Regions from separate parts of the Zea mays genome. Here region 1 is linked to region 2. Evidence: chromatin contacts called from public HiChIP or PLAC-seq data. All regions are on one chromosome and are shown on one strand. The core of a region is the stretch at or near the end of the contact, and the rest is flanking DNA. Distances in the headings are between cores, read along the strand shown. Region 1 holds the start of LOC103629333 (Protein kinase superfamily protein with octicosapeptide/Phox/Bem1p domain). Region 2 holds the start of LOC100285993 (oxidoreductase).

What was found. HiChIP or PLAC-seq counts read pairs in DNA pulled down with a chosen protein or histone mark.
Region 1: a contact with region 2 is called in an H3K4me3 HiChIP or PLAC-seq map of leaf, with 8 times the contacts expected there. The contact joins the promoter of LOC103629333 here to the promoter of LOC100285993 in region 2. A contact is called at or near these places in 1 of 25 Hi-C or Micro-C datasets (tassel) and 1 of 3 datasets of contacts at active chromatin or transcription factors (leaf).

What each region holds. Positions count from the first base shown.
Region 1 is chr6:59,477,933-59,485,563 of Zm-B73-REFERENCE-NAM-5.0, forward strand. LOC103629333 (Protein kinase superfamily protein with octicosapeptide/Phox/Bem1p domain) reads left to right here and starts at 4,914. Exons shown (of 9, transcript XM_008650484.4): 1 at 4,914-7,631. The coding sequence starts at 5,323.
Region 2 is chr6:58,823,410-58,831,190 of Zm-B73-REFERENCE-NAM-5.0, forward strand. LOC100285993 (oxidoreductase) reads right to left here and starts at 3,878. Exons shown (of 8, transcript NM_001158881.1): 1 at 3,656-3,878; 2 at 3,457-3,565; 3 at 3,046-3,172; 4 at 2,470-2,521; 5 at 2,230-2,376; 6 at 2,015-2,126; 7 at 1,605-1,731; 8 at 573-1,441. The coding sequence starts at 3,853. The coding sequence ends at 985.

The DNA of each region.
Region 1 (7,631 bases), core at 3,664-6,163, 660 kb after region 2:
AGTTCATAGGATGTCTTCTTGAGGATTCGGTGAAGGTAGAGACGGTTGATGGCGTAGCAAGCGGTGTTGATTGCTTCCGCCCAAAACCGGTCCGAAGTCTTGTACTCATCAAGCATGGTCCTCGTCATGTCAAGTAGAGTTCTATTCTTCCTCTCCACTACACCATTTTGTTGTGGTGTGTAGGAAGAAGAGAACTCATGCTTGATGCCCTCCTCCTCAAGGAAGCCTTCTATTTGTGAGTTCTTGAACTCCGTCCCGTTGTCGCTTCTAATCTTTTTGATCCTTAAGCCAAACTCATTTTGAGCCCGTCTCAAGAATCCCTTTAAGGTCTCTTGGGTTTGAGATTTATCCTGCAAAAAGAATACCCAAGTGAAGCGAGAATAATCATCCACAGTTACAAGACAATACTTACTCCCGCTGATGCTTATATAAGCAATCGGGCCGAATAGATCCATGTGGAGTAGCTCAAGCGGCCTGTCGGTCGTCATGATGTTCTTGTGTGGATGATGGATACCAACTTGCTTCCCTGCTTGACATGCGCTACAAACCCTATCTTTCTCAAAATGAACATTTGTTAGTCCCAAAATGTGCTCTCCCTTTAGAAGCTTATGAAGATTCTTCATCCCAACATGGGCTAGTCGGCGATGCCAGAGCCAACCCATGTTAATCTTAGCAATTAAGCAAGTGTCGAGTTCAGCTCTATTAAAATCAACTAAGTATAGCTGACCCTCTAACACTCCCTTAAATGTTACTGAATCATCACTTCTTCTAAAGACAGTAACACCTAAATCTGTAAAAAGACAGTTGTAGCCCATTTTGCATAATTGAGAAACAGAAAGCAAATTGTAATATAAAGAATCTACAAGAAAAACATTGGAAATGAAATGGTCAGGTCATATAGCAATTTTACCAAGTCCTTTGACCAAACCTTGATTTCCATCCCCGAATGTGATAGCTCTTTGGGGATCATTGTTTTTCTCGTAGAAGGAGAACATCCTTTTCTCCCGAGTCATGTGGTTTGTGCACCCGCTGTCAATTATCCAACTTGAGCCCCCGGATGCATAAACCTACAAAACAAGTTTAGGCCTTGTTCTTAGGTACCCAAACGGTCTTGGGTCCTTTCACATTAGAAACAAGCACCTTAGGTACCCAAACACAAGTCTTTGATCCCTTGTGTTTGGCCCCAACATATTTGGCAACTACTTTGCCTGATTTGTTAGTTAAAACATAAGATGCATCAAAAGTCTTAAATGAAATATTAGGTTCATTTGATGCAATAGGAGTTTTCTTCTTAGGCAATTTAGCACGAGTGGATTGCCTAGAACTAGATGCCTCACTCTTATACATAAAAGCATGATGAGAGCCAGAGTGAGACTTCCTAGAATGAATTCTCATAATTTTGTGCTCGGGATAACCGGCGGTGTATAAAATGTAACCCTCGTTATCTTGAGCCATGGGAGCCTTGCTCTTGACAAAGTTAGACAATCTTTTAGGGGCATTGAGTTTGACATTGCCTCCCTGTTGGAAGCCAATGCCATCCTTAATGCCAGGGCGTCTCCCACTATAAAGCATACTACGAGCAAATTTAAATTTTTCATTGTCTAACTCATGCTCGGCGATTTTAGCATCTAATTGTGCTATATGATCATTTTGTTGTTTAATCATAGCAATGTGATCATGGATAGCATCAACATTAACATCTCTACATCTAGTGCAAATAGATACATGCTCAATGGTAGAAGTAGAGGGTTTGCAAACATTTAACTCATCAATCTTAGCATGTAACATGACATTTTCATTTCTAAGATTGGAAACAATATCATTGCAAACATTTAAATTCTTAGCCTTTGCAATTAATTTGTCATTCTCAGTTTTAAGGCTAGAAATTGATTCATTTAGTTTGTCAATCTTAGCAAGTAAATTAGTATTATCATTTTTAAGGTTGACAAGAGAATCATCACTAACATTTCATTTTTAACCTTAGCAATCAATTTATCATTTTCAAATCTAAGGTTGGAAATAGTGTCATGGCAAGTGCTTAGCTCACTAGTTAACTTTTCACATTTTTCTATCTCCCGAGCATAAACATTTTTAACTTTAACATGCTTCTTATTTTCTTTAATAAGGAAGTCTTCTTGGCTATCCAAGAGTTCATCCTTCTCATGAATGGCACTAATCAATTCATTTAATTTTTCCTTTTGTTTTATGTTTAAGTTGGCAAAAAGGGTGAGCAAGTTATCTTCATCATCACTAGAATTTTCCTCATCACTAGAAGTTGCATACTTAGTGGAGGATCTAGATTTTACCTTTTTCTTCTTGCCGTCCTTTGCCATGAGGCACTTGTGGCCGACGTTGGGAAAGAGGAGTCCTTTGTTGACGGTGATGTTTGCGGCATCCTCGTCGGAGGAGGAGTCAGTGGAGCTCTCGTCGGAGTCCCACTCCCGGCAAACATGGGTATCACCGCCCTTCTTCTTGTAGTACCTCTTTTTCTCCTTCTTCTTCTTCCCTCTCTTGTCGTCGCCCCTGTCACTGTCACTAGAGATAGGACATTTTGCTATAAAGTTGACCAGGCTTACCATATTTGTAGCAAACCTTCTTGGAGCGGGGTTTGTAATCCTTCCCTCTCCTTTGCTTGAGGATTTGGCAGAAGCTCTTGATGATGAGCGCCATCTCCTCATTGTCGAGCTTGGAGGCATCGATGGGGAATCTACTTGATGTAGACTCTTCTTTCTTCTCCTCCGTCGCCTTGAATGCAACGGGTTATATCTCGGGTGTGGAGGAGGCGCCTTGCTCGATGATTTTCTTGGAGCCTTTGATCATCAATTCAAAGCTCACAAATTTTCCTATAACCTCCTCGGGAGACATTAGCTTGTATCTAGGATCACCACGAATTAATTGAACTTGTGTAGGATTAAGAAAAACGAGTGCTCTTAGAATAACCTTGACCATTTCATGGTCATCCCATTTTGTGCTCCCGAGGTTGCGCACTTGGTTCACCAAGGTCTTGAGCCGATTGTACATTGCTTGTGGCTCCTCCCCTTGATGAAGCATGAAGCGACCGAGCTCCCCTCGATTGTTTCCCTCTTGGTGATCTTGGTCACCTCGTCTCCCTCGTGCGCGGTCTTGAGCACGTCCCAAATCTCCTTTGCACTCTTCAACCCTTGCACCTTATTATACTCCTCTCGACTTAGAGAGGCGAGGAGTATAGTAGTGGATTGGGAGTTGAAGTGTTGGATTTGTTTGACCTCCTCTGAATCATAATCCTTGTCCCCCTTCTTTGGTACCTGCGCTCCATACTCAACAATATCTCATATGCTTTTGTGGAGTGAGGTTAGGTGATGCCTCATTTTATCACTCCACATAGAATAATCTTCACCTTCAAACATAGGTGGTTTACCTAATGGGACGAAAAGTAATGGAGTGCGTTTTGAAATACGAGGATAGCGAAGGGACATCTTACTATACTTCTTGCGTTCATGGCGCTTAAAAGTGACGGATGTCGATTTCGAGCCGGAGGTGGAGGGTGACAAAGAGTCGGTCTCGTAGTAGACCATCTTCTTCATCTTCTTCTTCTTGTCACCATTCCGTTGGGACTTGATGGAGGAAGAGGATTCCTCCTTGTGCTTGTGGGCGGACTCCCTTGAATGTGTTCTCCCCGAGCTTGCGGACTTGTTGCCGGTCCCGATCACCCTCATGGCGGATGCTCCCGACATTACTTCGAGTGGTTAGGCTCTAATGAAGTACCGGGCTCTGATACCAATTGAAAGTCGCCTAGAGGGGTGGGGGTGAATAGGCAAATCTGAAATTTATAAACTTAAGCACACACTACAAGCCGGGGTTAGCGTTAGAAATAGAAACGAGTCCAAAAGAGAGGGCAAAAACAAATCACAAGCGAATAAGAGCGGATGACACGGTGATTTGTTTTACCGAGGTTCGGTTCTTGCAAACCTACTCCCCATTGAGGTGGTCACAAAGACCGAGTCTCTTTCAACCCTTTCCCTCTCTCAAACGGTCACTTACACCGAGTGAGCTTCTCTTCTCAATCACACGGGACACTAAGTCCCCACAAGGACCACCACACAATTGGTGTCTCTTGCCTTGATTACAATTGAGTTGGAAACAAGAAAGAAGGAAGAAGAAAAGCAATCCAACCGCCCAATGTGCTCCCAATCTTCCACCTTTTTTTGTTCTTGCGCTGGTTTTTGTTTCTCGCCTCTGCTAGTACCCATTTTCACACGTGAGACCTGGTGAGGCAGCTGTCGTCCTCTTCTCGCAATGGACCAACGACCCCACAACCAGATAGAGACATGGGCAATGTGACATGACCAACGGCCCCACAACGTGACATGACATGGACAACATGACCTGGTGACGCTGTCGCTGTTTTTGTTTCCATATTTTTGGTCGAACAGAGTGGCACAAAAAACATCGTGACATGGACGATCAACACACAAATATTGTGGGTCACAATAACAAATTGATTAGGTTTTTGATAGTATTAGGAGCCATTGGAGCATTGACACTTTTTTTAGAAATTTAAGTAATAGATCCCAATACTTGTGTATTTGGACACATATTTTTGGGAATTTGTTAGAGATACTCTTACCCACAACAATATAATATTAGAAAATGTTTACAGCAGTATCACGTAAGCGAATCATAAAACTAATTAGGTTTAAAAAACTTGTCTTACTGTTTATAACTGTTTATAAGTAATTAGTTTTTAATTAATCTATATTTAGTATTTCTAACCAGTATTCAAACATATTAGTTTTCGAAATCCAAACGGGCCCTTAGCCCTGTATCAGACACACCCATGGTAAATCGTAGGTCCAGATTTTTTTTAGTTGTGAATCTGTCCTAACGACTGGGCCTGCGTCCCGGCAGCTAAGCACCGTTAATCTAGCCAGCGCAGCCGATCAGTGGGTAACGCCGTAACGGCCAAAAGAAGCGCGCCTGTCAGACACGAAACTGTGCAACGTGGAGATCGCAGGAGGGCCCGGGAGAATTTATCCGCAGCATCGCCCGTTCTCCAGACCCCACTGCCGATTCCGCGATTCGTTTCGGTGCCTCCGCGGTGGAGGTGGAGCGGAGCCAGCCTCTTGCCGTGCCGCGCGCGGCCGTGGCCGACCGAGCGAGAGAGTGGCAAGGCAAGCGGGGATTTGCGGGAAGGAAGGAAAACCCCGCGCGAGACTCACGTCGCGCCTCCGGCCTCCCCCCTCCCCCCTCCCCCAGCGCGCCTTTCGGATTCTGTTGCGCCCTCGCCAGGGGCCTCGGCGAACAAGCGGTGCGCGCGAGCGGCGGGAACCCTAGGCGGCGGTGATGGCGAGCAGGGGAGCCGTGGCGCCGGCGGTGGACCCTAGCAGCCCGAGCTCGAGGGCGTGGGGCGGGGAGGACGAGACGCCTGGGGCGGGGAAGGTGAAGCTGATGTGCAGCTACGGGGGCCGGATTGCGCCGAGGCCCGGGGACGGGGCGCTGCGGTACGTGGGCGGCCAGACGCGGCTCATCTCCGTACCGCGCGCCGCCTCCTTCGGGGAGCTCCTGCGGAAGGTGGAGGCGGTGGACGAGGCCTCCGCCTCCTCTGGCGGGGTGCTACTCAGGTACCAGCTCCCTGGGGAGGACCTCGATTCGCTGATCTCCGTCTCAGGCCCGGAGGACTACGACAACATGATGGAGGAGTACGAGAAGCTGGCCGCTGCCGCGCCCGACGGCTCCGCCAAGCTGCGGGTCTTCCTCTTCCCGGCCTCCGGGAGCGATGCGGCCGGCTCTGGCTCCGGGTCCCACCTCGTCGCCGCGGTGGACGAGTCTGGGCAGCGGTACATCGACACCATCAACTGCGTCTCCGCGGAGGCTATGGCCGTGGCCATGCGTCCGAAGGACAGTGTCGCCAGTGCCGGTTCCTCCGCACACAACTCCGAGGCATCCGAGTACAGCGGCCTAGTGGAAGGTATGTCACCGCGGGCGGTGCCGCCGCCTGCGTCCGCTGCAACTGAGTATTCATATTCAGGTGGGGCCCATTACCTTAGTGCTTTCCCGGAGTCGGTTGGGTTCACTGCAGTCTCGTTGTCATCTCCGGCGATGGGCATCCCGGCTCAAAATCCCATCTTTGTTGTGACAGAGCCATCAACGTTACCGCCTCATCAGGTTGCTCCTGCTTATGCAACACCGCATCAGCCGCCTCAAGTAACCACTTATGTGCAGCAGCAGCCTCAAGTCACCCATTATGTACAACACCAGCATCCTCAGTCTGCTGCTTATGTGCAGCAGGTGCCGCAGTCGTACATAGAGCCACAGCAGGTACAATACATCAACACCCAACAATTTGGTGGGCATGGGGTGCCGCAATCTGTCAATTACGTGCCTGTGCATATGAACCAATTCATGCCCAGCATTCCTGTGACGGGTTCTTTGGCCACCACTGCTGCTCAAGGCAGTACGTTCAGGCCTGCTTCCGCAGGTGCAGAACCAGTTCTGGAGACCACACAGTTCACAAGGCCAGTGCAAGCTCAGGTTGATCATAGTTACCGGGTGGTGCAAACTCCGCTATCACAGCTTCCTCCTTTGTCTTCTGTGCATCAGCAGGCAAATGATGCGCAGAGGCAGAGGTTTGGTGTTCAACAAGCGATGATAAGTGCAGTAAGCATGCCAGTGGTGACCAGTTCAGGCACAATTCCTGTGGTGGTTAGCTCGGCCACTGTTCCATCATTGAGATATGATGATTGCACAATGTGCCAAAAAGCATTGCCACATGCTCATTCAGATAATATTATCCGGGAGCAGGGAAATTCTCGTGCAACAGGCAACCTTGAGGCAGCTCCAATGTTTTATAGCCCCCATCAAGACAGTGGATCCAACAAATCTAGTCTAGGTGCAAGTTCAGGAACTCCTACAAACTATGTGGCGGAACCAAGAGCTGGGAACACAGCAGTGATGACACAATTTAATTCGACTCTTCCTGCCAGAAAACCTGCAGTTCAGGCAACTGCATCTCCGGATACAGGTGTGCCGGTTCAACCCACCGTGATTCCTTTACCAGTGTCCAGTGCACCTGCTCCAGATGGAGTATTTGTCGGTCATTCTCCTCAGGCTGGGGCTGAAGATCCTGTCAGGTACCAGCAGCAACTATTCTCTTATAGCATGCAGCCAGCACAAGTTCTAGTGAATGGCCCACAAGGCATTGATGCCAGTGCATACAAGGATTCAAATCATCCAGCAGCGGAACCGCTGAGAGAATATGCACACAATCTTCTTCATGACTATGCCAGAGCTATCGATGTTCATACGCAAGCAGTTCATTTGGGTCCTATTGCACCACCAGAATCTACTGTGCATGGGAAGCCTTCTACTTATGGTATCATTGATCATGCCAAAGTTGGAAAGCTACCTTTAAATATTGATGGTAGTTCTATCTACAAATCTCAAGCTGGAGGGTATCATATAGGGATTACAAATGCCTTTGCTGCTCCTGCATTCAACCAAGAGGAAAACATTTCCAGGCACAGTGAGAAGCCACGTTATGCTTTTGATATTGGTACACAAAATGTCCATCCTGACATAATCCAGCAACCACCCAATCTGGCTGTCCAGAGCAACCTTATAGCTCCCATTGAACCACCTGGTTCTAATGAAAA
Region 2 (7,781 bases), core at 2,628-5,127:
GAAAATATCTGCATTTGTATTCGTACCTAAAGCTATCAGTATTTGAATTCGGATACAAACAAAAATATGAAAACAAATATAGTTTCGATGATGACATTCATATCCGATCCGATTACACGCCTAGTGATTTGTGGCTGTGAGCCTTTACAATTGTGTATATAAACAGATCAATAAAACACACCTAAGTAGCAGTCTATTTTGGCAGCACCAAATCTTGCCATGTTCTAATGCTCGTGTTGAGTTTTCATTAGCATTTGGGTAATCCAAAGATCATCTTCCTCGTCTGTGACAAGGCGGACCGACGAGTAAAAGCCTACATCATTTAGCTACATTTCAAAATGTTTCTTATATTTCAAAATCAATTAAATCATGAGAATATAACATCAAACATGGTAAATGCTAAATTGTTTCGAGCTTGAATCTCATCTAACTAGTTTAGTGAATGCCAGAATAATTTAATGATCTGAATACTCTACTCATGCAAAACTCAACCTTTGAGAGGTTTACTGAAGTGATGATTCAACTAACAGTACGAAATAGAGAAGAAATTAGAAAAAGAAACACAAAGGGTTATAAGAGTAATATGAAAGTGTAGGAACAAATGCCAACGGACCTCTGCTCCACTCAGCCAATTGTTTACTAGGACAGAGAGACTGGCACCTCAACCAAGCTTCAGAGGTGCCATTTGAGTTCAGCAAGGAAAACATATAGGCTAAGCACAATTCTTTAAACGCAAGCCCAGGCAACTGAAGCAGAACCTCAGCTTACTTGCAGAGTCGCGGTGTCATTTGTGTTTACATGGACGGACATGGAATGCATTGGGCAGATTTCAATATGCAGTAGTGACTGGCTCACTGCACCAGGATGACATCATGGGTTTTGCCAGCATCCTTGTCAGGATTTGGCTCATCTACAAAGGTTTTATTTCCTACAGATCAAACACAGCATGCGTGCTTGAAGTTTGGACGATGTTAGCAGTTCTCACTAAGGCTTAACTATATTCCAGCACGTGAACTCAGAAGGTATTATGTTTTCATTACAGGAAATCGCAGCTTTGGCAGTCAACTTTCCAACCAAACCATGATACAGAAGACCTCGTGCACCAAGTCCACCAACTAGCCAAAATGTGCAGTTGCTCTTATTGCCTAGTAAATCATCCAAACAACCCAAAAGTGGCAATGACCCATTTGTTGTAAGTGGAGGCATGGCTCGTATTCCAGCTCTTGCGCGTACAAAATCCCATTTACTAATTCTTGGATATACGCCAGAAGCTTTAGGGAGCAACTCTTCGATTGCAGTAAGAGATTCTTCATCGGAAACAGTTGAAGAATCGTTCTCAGAAATCCATTGCCAAGTTGATCCGATAGAAACAGTTCGGGGACCTTGGAATGCTAGCCATGCATCAGATAAGATTGAAGCACTTTGACTGTCATATTCTTCTCTGCAGAAAGTATACGCAATATCCATCAACCAGAATCGCCAAACAAACAGGTATACGCAATATCCATCAACCAGAATCGCCAAACAAACAGGTATACGCAATATCCATCAACCAGAATCGCCAAACAAACAGTGTAAATATTCATTATGCAGAAACTCCTTACACTGTAGTGGATGGCAACTGAAATTCAGCGATAACTCCTCTGCAGGTCCTAAGAGGCAACTTATTTGCAAGTTCAGGAAGTGAGCAAGCCTTGGCCCCAAGGCAGATGATCACCGAATCATAATTGCCTGCACATGTTTGAAGTGCCTTATGTGTAAAAAAAATCTTACTGCAGTGCAATTGCTTCAGAGAGCCATACAAACTGTCAAATATATGCAATCCATTAACATCTGTAGTTCTCTACCACACTTATTAAGAGTAAGCTGACACTTAAGCAGAGACCAAAAATACACTTAAAATGCTTAAGCAGATACCAATAATACAAATGTAGTTTTGGAAGCTAAAATGTGAAAGACAAAGACACAACAGAAAATACAAGTTACTAATTTTTTAATTAATACTAAAATTTACCTGCCAAAAGGTGTAGATTATCAACATGTTGCTTGTAAAGCTTGATTTCTTTCTGCTCACTTGGTAATGAGGAGGCTTCATCTGCCAGATTTTGGCATGCAGAGAACAGTGCCTGTACAGACCCAAGAAAGAAATAGATCTGCTTATCAAGGTACAGGCTACAGAGAATCGCAAAAACAAGTGGCAATGACACAATACAAGAAGAAATGCAAAACCTGCAGATATTTCTTAGGGTTGATGTTCAGTGCCAGTGGCATGTAAACTGCGAAGTCAAATGGAGTACACAGCCCAGGGATTAGACGCTGTGCAGCATCAGAATCAAGCAGTTGAAGGCTGCAACTCTCGAGGCATTTCTGAACATTCTATCTTGAATAGGTTGAAGCAATTAAAATGATGCACCAAGAAACACAAAAGAAGCACCTTAGCATATCTGCATAATCTCAATCCAGCAGTACCTCCAGCAATATGGCTGCAGCTTTCTCAGTTGTAGGCGGTCGTACAATCCCCCTGCTCAGTTAGAAGCTCTCCTTAGACCAATTCCAACCATTCCCCCCATATTTCTCCTCATATTTGTATTTTCTATTATATTTCACTACATTCCTAAAAAGATAAACCCCCCCCTACCTACAAGAAGTCTCCAACCATTCCTCCAATCTATAGCTCCCCTATACAATATAACTTAGTTATATAACATTTTATTATCAGTTTTCGAAGTTTAAAAAATCATAGAATATTTGTACTACCATAATATACATTATTATCAGGTTACAAAGCTTAAACAAAGTTAATATCGCAAAGAAATAACATAATTAATGTATAGGGGTGAATAATGCTCCCCCTACATATGGGGGAGTTTCCTCTCCCCCATATGGGGAGCGGCAGGGGAAAACTGTTGGAGCTCCTGAACCCCCAACGTACAGGTGGGGGCAGATTATGGTGCGCCGTTGGAAACAGCCTTATAAATATATAAAAGGCGAAGACAATAAGTGAAGGACTACAGAATACAGTAGCTGCAAAGATGCATGCATTGCCTTCTCCAGATAAGGTTATCATCTTGACTAGTTGTATTTGATACCGAGGTTCCATTTGCTTGCTCGGCGCTGCGAAGGAGATCCATGCTTTCTTTCCAGAACTCAGCACCCCTCCAGAGAAGCTTCACTGTAGTTAACAAAGAATTCAATCGCATAACAGATGCCAGGCCATTAGCTGAGTAGCCACATAGGTTGGGTACGAAACCAATGACTTTAGGAACAATTGGATCTATACCATTAAAAGATCCAAACTTTAGATATATACCATGGACCCCATATGTCATTGACTCATGTGGACCCACATGTAAGTGAGATAGTAATGGTATGGATCCAAAGTGATGATCTTTTAATGGTATGGATCCAAATTTCCCATGACTTTAAGATTGTTTGGTTGAGACGATGGAGGAAGACCTTTAGGCGAGTAGGGATGGAGAAGTCCACCCGAGACGCCCGACGCGCCTCCGCCGACCCCGTTCTCGTCGTAGATGTCCACTGACACGCGGGAATCCCTCGGGCTATGCTGACATTGAAATCGCGCCAGTGTCGATTCAGCCGATTTTTCTTGTCACAGTACACCGGGAGAGAAGGAAGAGGGGAAGTGGAGGGTGACCTTGAGGAGGTGCCACGCGACGGAGAGACCCGCAAAGCCGGCGCCGAGGACGGCGTAGCGCAAAGGGCGGCGGCCGTGCCCTCCTGCCGGCGAGGGCGAGGCCGCGGTGGCCGCGGCGGCGGATGCGACAGTTCGCCTGGAGTAGAGGGTGAGATTGGGGACAATATGGGAAGGAGCAAAAGAAGGCGGCGACAACATCGCGTCCAGGTCCAGCGCTCCGGGCTTGACGAGAAAGCTGCCGGCGGTGGTTGCTGCTGGTGCTGTTTTGGAGAGAAGTGCGGTGCGGGTGTGAGAGGATCGCTCGATATTTTCCCTGGGATGGCGGCTAGGATTTGGTGGGCCTAGCGTACTGTCAGCCCATAGGATTGCCTTCCTGGTCTGATTGGACTTTCTAGGGTATTGAATCAGTCCAGTCATCAAAAGTTCAATGTTGGGGCACTTTATTGGGCCTTTCAGGCCGTTTAACATACAATATTACGCACAGTAATATTAATCTGCTGTATACTTGGATGGCACTTGCTATAGAGCATTGCAGCGAGAGAAAATGCATATTCGTTTCATATCCTATATATTAAAAGCGGGAGCAAAGACCGCATCCCGTTCGTCCACATCACCTCTTGCTTTGCCAGCTACATAATCTTCATCTAACATGGAATGAGTTGGCCTTCGGTTAAAGCATTAGACCCTTCTAGACGAAGCTGTCTTCCCCAACCACGACGGGTGCTTGGCCACCCCTCGCCGCTGAATGCTCTTCCCCATCTCACCCCCACCCCACTCACCCACGTCGGCAGTCCCTCCTCCCCCGTCAAGATGTCGTGCCGCTCCATGCCAATTCTCCCATTGGCTACATCGCAGCTCGTGCCCTGTTGCCCTCGGCCAATGCAGCCACGGAGGCGGCCTTCTCAACGTTTGTCATGTGGATGCATTGGTGTGGTGAATGGTGGCCGGTCCAAGATGTCCTCAGTCCACGACCAACACAGTAGGTCGTCCACCGCGGCGATTCTCCCGCCGACCACGTCACCGCCACGCCAGCACCCTCGGCGGGGTGCAGCTATGGGTGTGGCATTCTCGAAGTTGACAATGGCGGATGCGCTGTTATGGTGAATGGTGCTTGCGACATTGGTAATGAAATAGAGATGGCTAGGTTCCCCTGGTTCGATGGTTGGATCAGTTGATTCAGAACGTTGCTTCTTCATGCCGTCATTCCTCGCCGCGCCGCTGTCCACCAACTCCTTCCACCACTTCGTGCTAAAGCAGGGGCGGGTCTGGGGAGCGAGCAATCGATCCCATTTCCTATGCAACTAATTGTGTCTGATTTTTTCCCTATAACTTGACTGAAGAAACAACTCTACTCATCATTCCCAAACCCATAGATATGTACTCAGTTTTATTGTTGATTTTTGTTAGCCCTTGCAGGTTATATTCTGAGCCCCATCTATTTTGTTTTCTCTTCAATTTATATTTGGGTACTCTCAACCTCCCTGCATGAGGCTTTATCGCATGACTCGGTCGTCCGGTCTTCGCCTCCTCGGGTCTAGCGCTCAACCTTCCTTCCCAAGGCATCAGCGCATGACTCGGTCTTCGCTTCCCCGGGTCGAGTTCATCCAATTTGGTTGCAGCCTGAGGGCATGCCTTGCTACGCAAGTCATCAGGAGGCCCATCAAGCGGCCCATGGAGAATTTTCGGCTCTTGCCCAAGGTCGGCCTTGGGTGGGTCGCAACTGCATCTCCCGCCGGAGGTTGGCCTCGAGCAAGTCACGACTCCTTCCCCCGGCCAGAGCTAGCTTTGGGCAAGTCAGAATAGTGTCTCCCGTTCGAGGTTGGCCTCGAGCGAGGTGGAACAACATCTCCCATTTGAGGTTGGCCTCTAGCGAGACAGAACACCATCTCCCACCCGAGGTTGGCCTTGGGCGAGACAGAACAACATCTCCCGTCCGAGGTTGGCCTCGGGCTAGATGGAACTGCGTCTCTATGGCAGAACCGCCTAGATTATTCTAACTTAAGTGCCCAAGTCTCGCCTTGGAGGCAACGACACAATTAAATCAGAATAAACTGTCAATTCCTCGAATCTAGTCTGATAAAGCCACTTACCAAGGATCGAATACCACTAGCTCACTCGAAGGTGAGGCACAGAGAAATACAATAAAGCATAATACCACAAATTAAGGAAGTATCAGTAGTGATTACATTATCGGAATTTAAGAAACAGTAACCATAGTTTTTAATACAACAGAAATTACTAACGGAGAAAACCGAGTAACATGGCGAAGCCTGGCCACGCTACTCCTCCTGGTCCTCTCCTGCGAAAGCAGTTACCCATTCGACCGTCTATCCCGGTGGCAGGGATGAAGGCCAAGTCACACCATCAACCAAATCATCCAAGGAAGTACCTATAAAAAATTATGCCACAAGCAAGGTTGAGTATACTAATACTCAGCTAGACTTACCCGGTGTGAGGAGTCTACTCCTCTACCTCTAGACCATGTAGCTATTGGGCTGAGGGGTTTGGTTTGCCAAAAGCACTAGCTGAGTCTAAAACAAGTTTTAGCTTTTCAGGTTTTAGAATAATACATTTAGACTGGATGAGCACCTAACTATCCATTCCTGGTAGCAAGCAATTTAGTCAACCAACATCTTTTTGCCAGTAACCTCATTTCCACTTATTACTCAATGTAGTGTAATGGATCAAGTAGTCTCATTAGCTGCGAGAAGCAGACGATTCGATTCGAGTTTTAACCTTGCTAGGTGAACCTAAACACACGACATGTAGGGGCAATCCATCCCCTCAAACATCTACCGTCCCCATCAATTCCCCGTCAACAGATCAGGGCTCACGGCCTTGGCATACAATGCTCCACTGACTGATGAAGACATCCACACTACTGATACATCTATGCCAATACAAGTACCAATTTCTGGTCCCATTACTCGCGCTCGTGCTCGTCAACTCAACCATCAGGTGATTACACTCTTGAGTTCATGTCCATCTTATTTAGACCATGGAGACCCGTGCACTCTTGTTTTGCTTAGGAACCAGGGAGAAGACCGAAAGGGAAAAGGATTTGAACATGCTGGATTCGGACTGCAGAAGAACACCAACTTGTGACGGTCACCACGGTCAGATGCGGGCTCGGATTGGAATGTTCAAGCACAACATGGAAAGCTTATCAAGTCTACTTTCATATGGATCCGGAATTATAGTCATATCTGTTCTGAGGCCGCCGTAATCATTGTTTTCTTACCGAGATATTTTCTGCCTTTTCTGCCCATGGTGCTGCGTCACCCTATTTTGGCCCAATGGGTCGTGTATCAAGTTAGGTCCATTAGGGACGCATCCTAGGGTTGCAGCACGACCCCAATACCCTTGTGGTCGTCCTCCCATGTTTATAGACCCCCTAGCCGCCACCAAGAACAGCGGGTTTTGTTTAGATCAAGTTTAGCTCTCGCTACTTGCTTGCAAGCGCGCGTGCTAGTTCAGCCGCCCGTCTTCTTGTCTTCGGAACCCCACCATATTGGAGTTTGACTTTGAAACCTACATTTAGATCTGGTAATTCAGTACTTGTTCTACTTGTTCTTGCTAGTTCTTCGATTGCTTGCAGGACGAGTGCCCTAGTGGCCAGGGTGTCACGCTCCACAAGATCGTGACAGCCATAGGAGGTGGTGTATCGGTTGCTAAGGCGCAGCGTCTTTGGAAGGCTGTAGTCGGGCTGTGAACGTCGTCTCCTCCCCCAATCGAGTTATTCCACACCCTCTCATCGAAAGATCGGGCAATCACCCAACGGGTGCACATCAGTTGGTAATCAGAGCAAGGTTTATCGGTGAGAGATTTACTTTTCTTCGCTGTTTTCTTATCTCCTATAGTCCAGAAAAAGCCAAAAAAATAGTAGATTAGTTTTACCGCAATCCTATAAACCATTGAGCATTTACTAGTACTACTTAGCTAGGGCTTGTTGAGTTTTTGGTTGCATCGGTTGTGTCGAGTTGCTGGTCTTAGTTTATTCCTTTAGAGTTTTGAGTTCTACCACGTTTTTGTCACCACGAGATCCACCATCACCATAAACATCTCTGGTTCGTTTTTGCCACCACGGATACATCTCATGTCCGATTTGGAAGTTTAAATACAATCT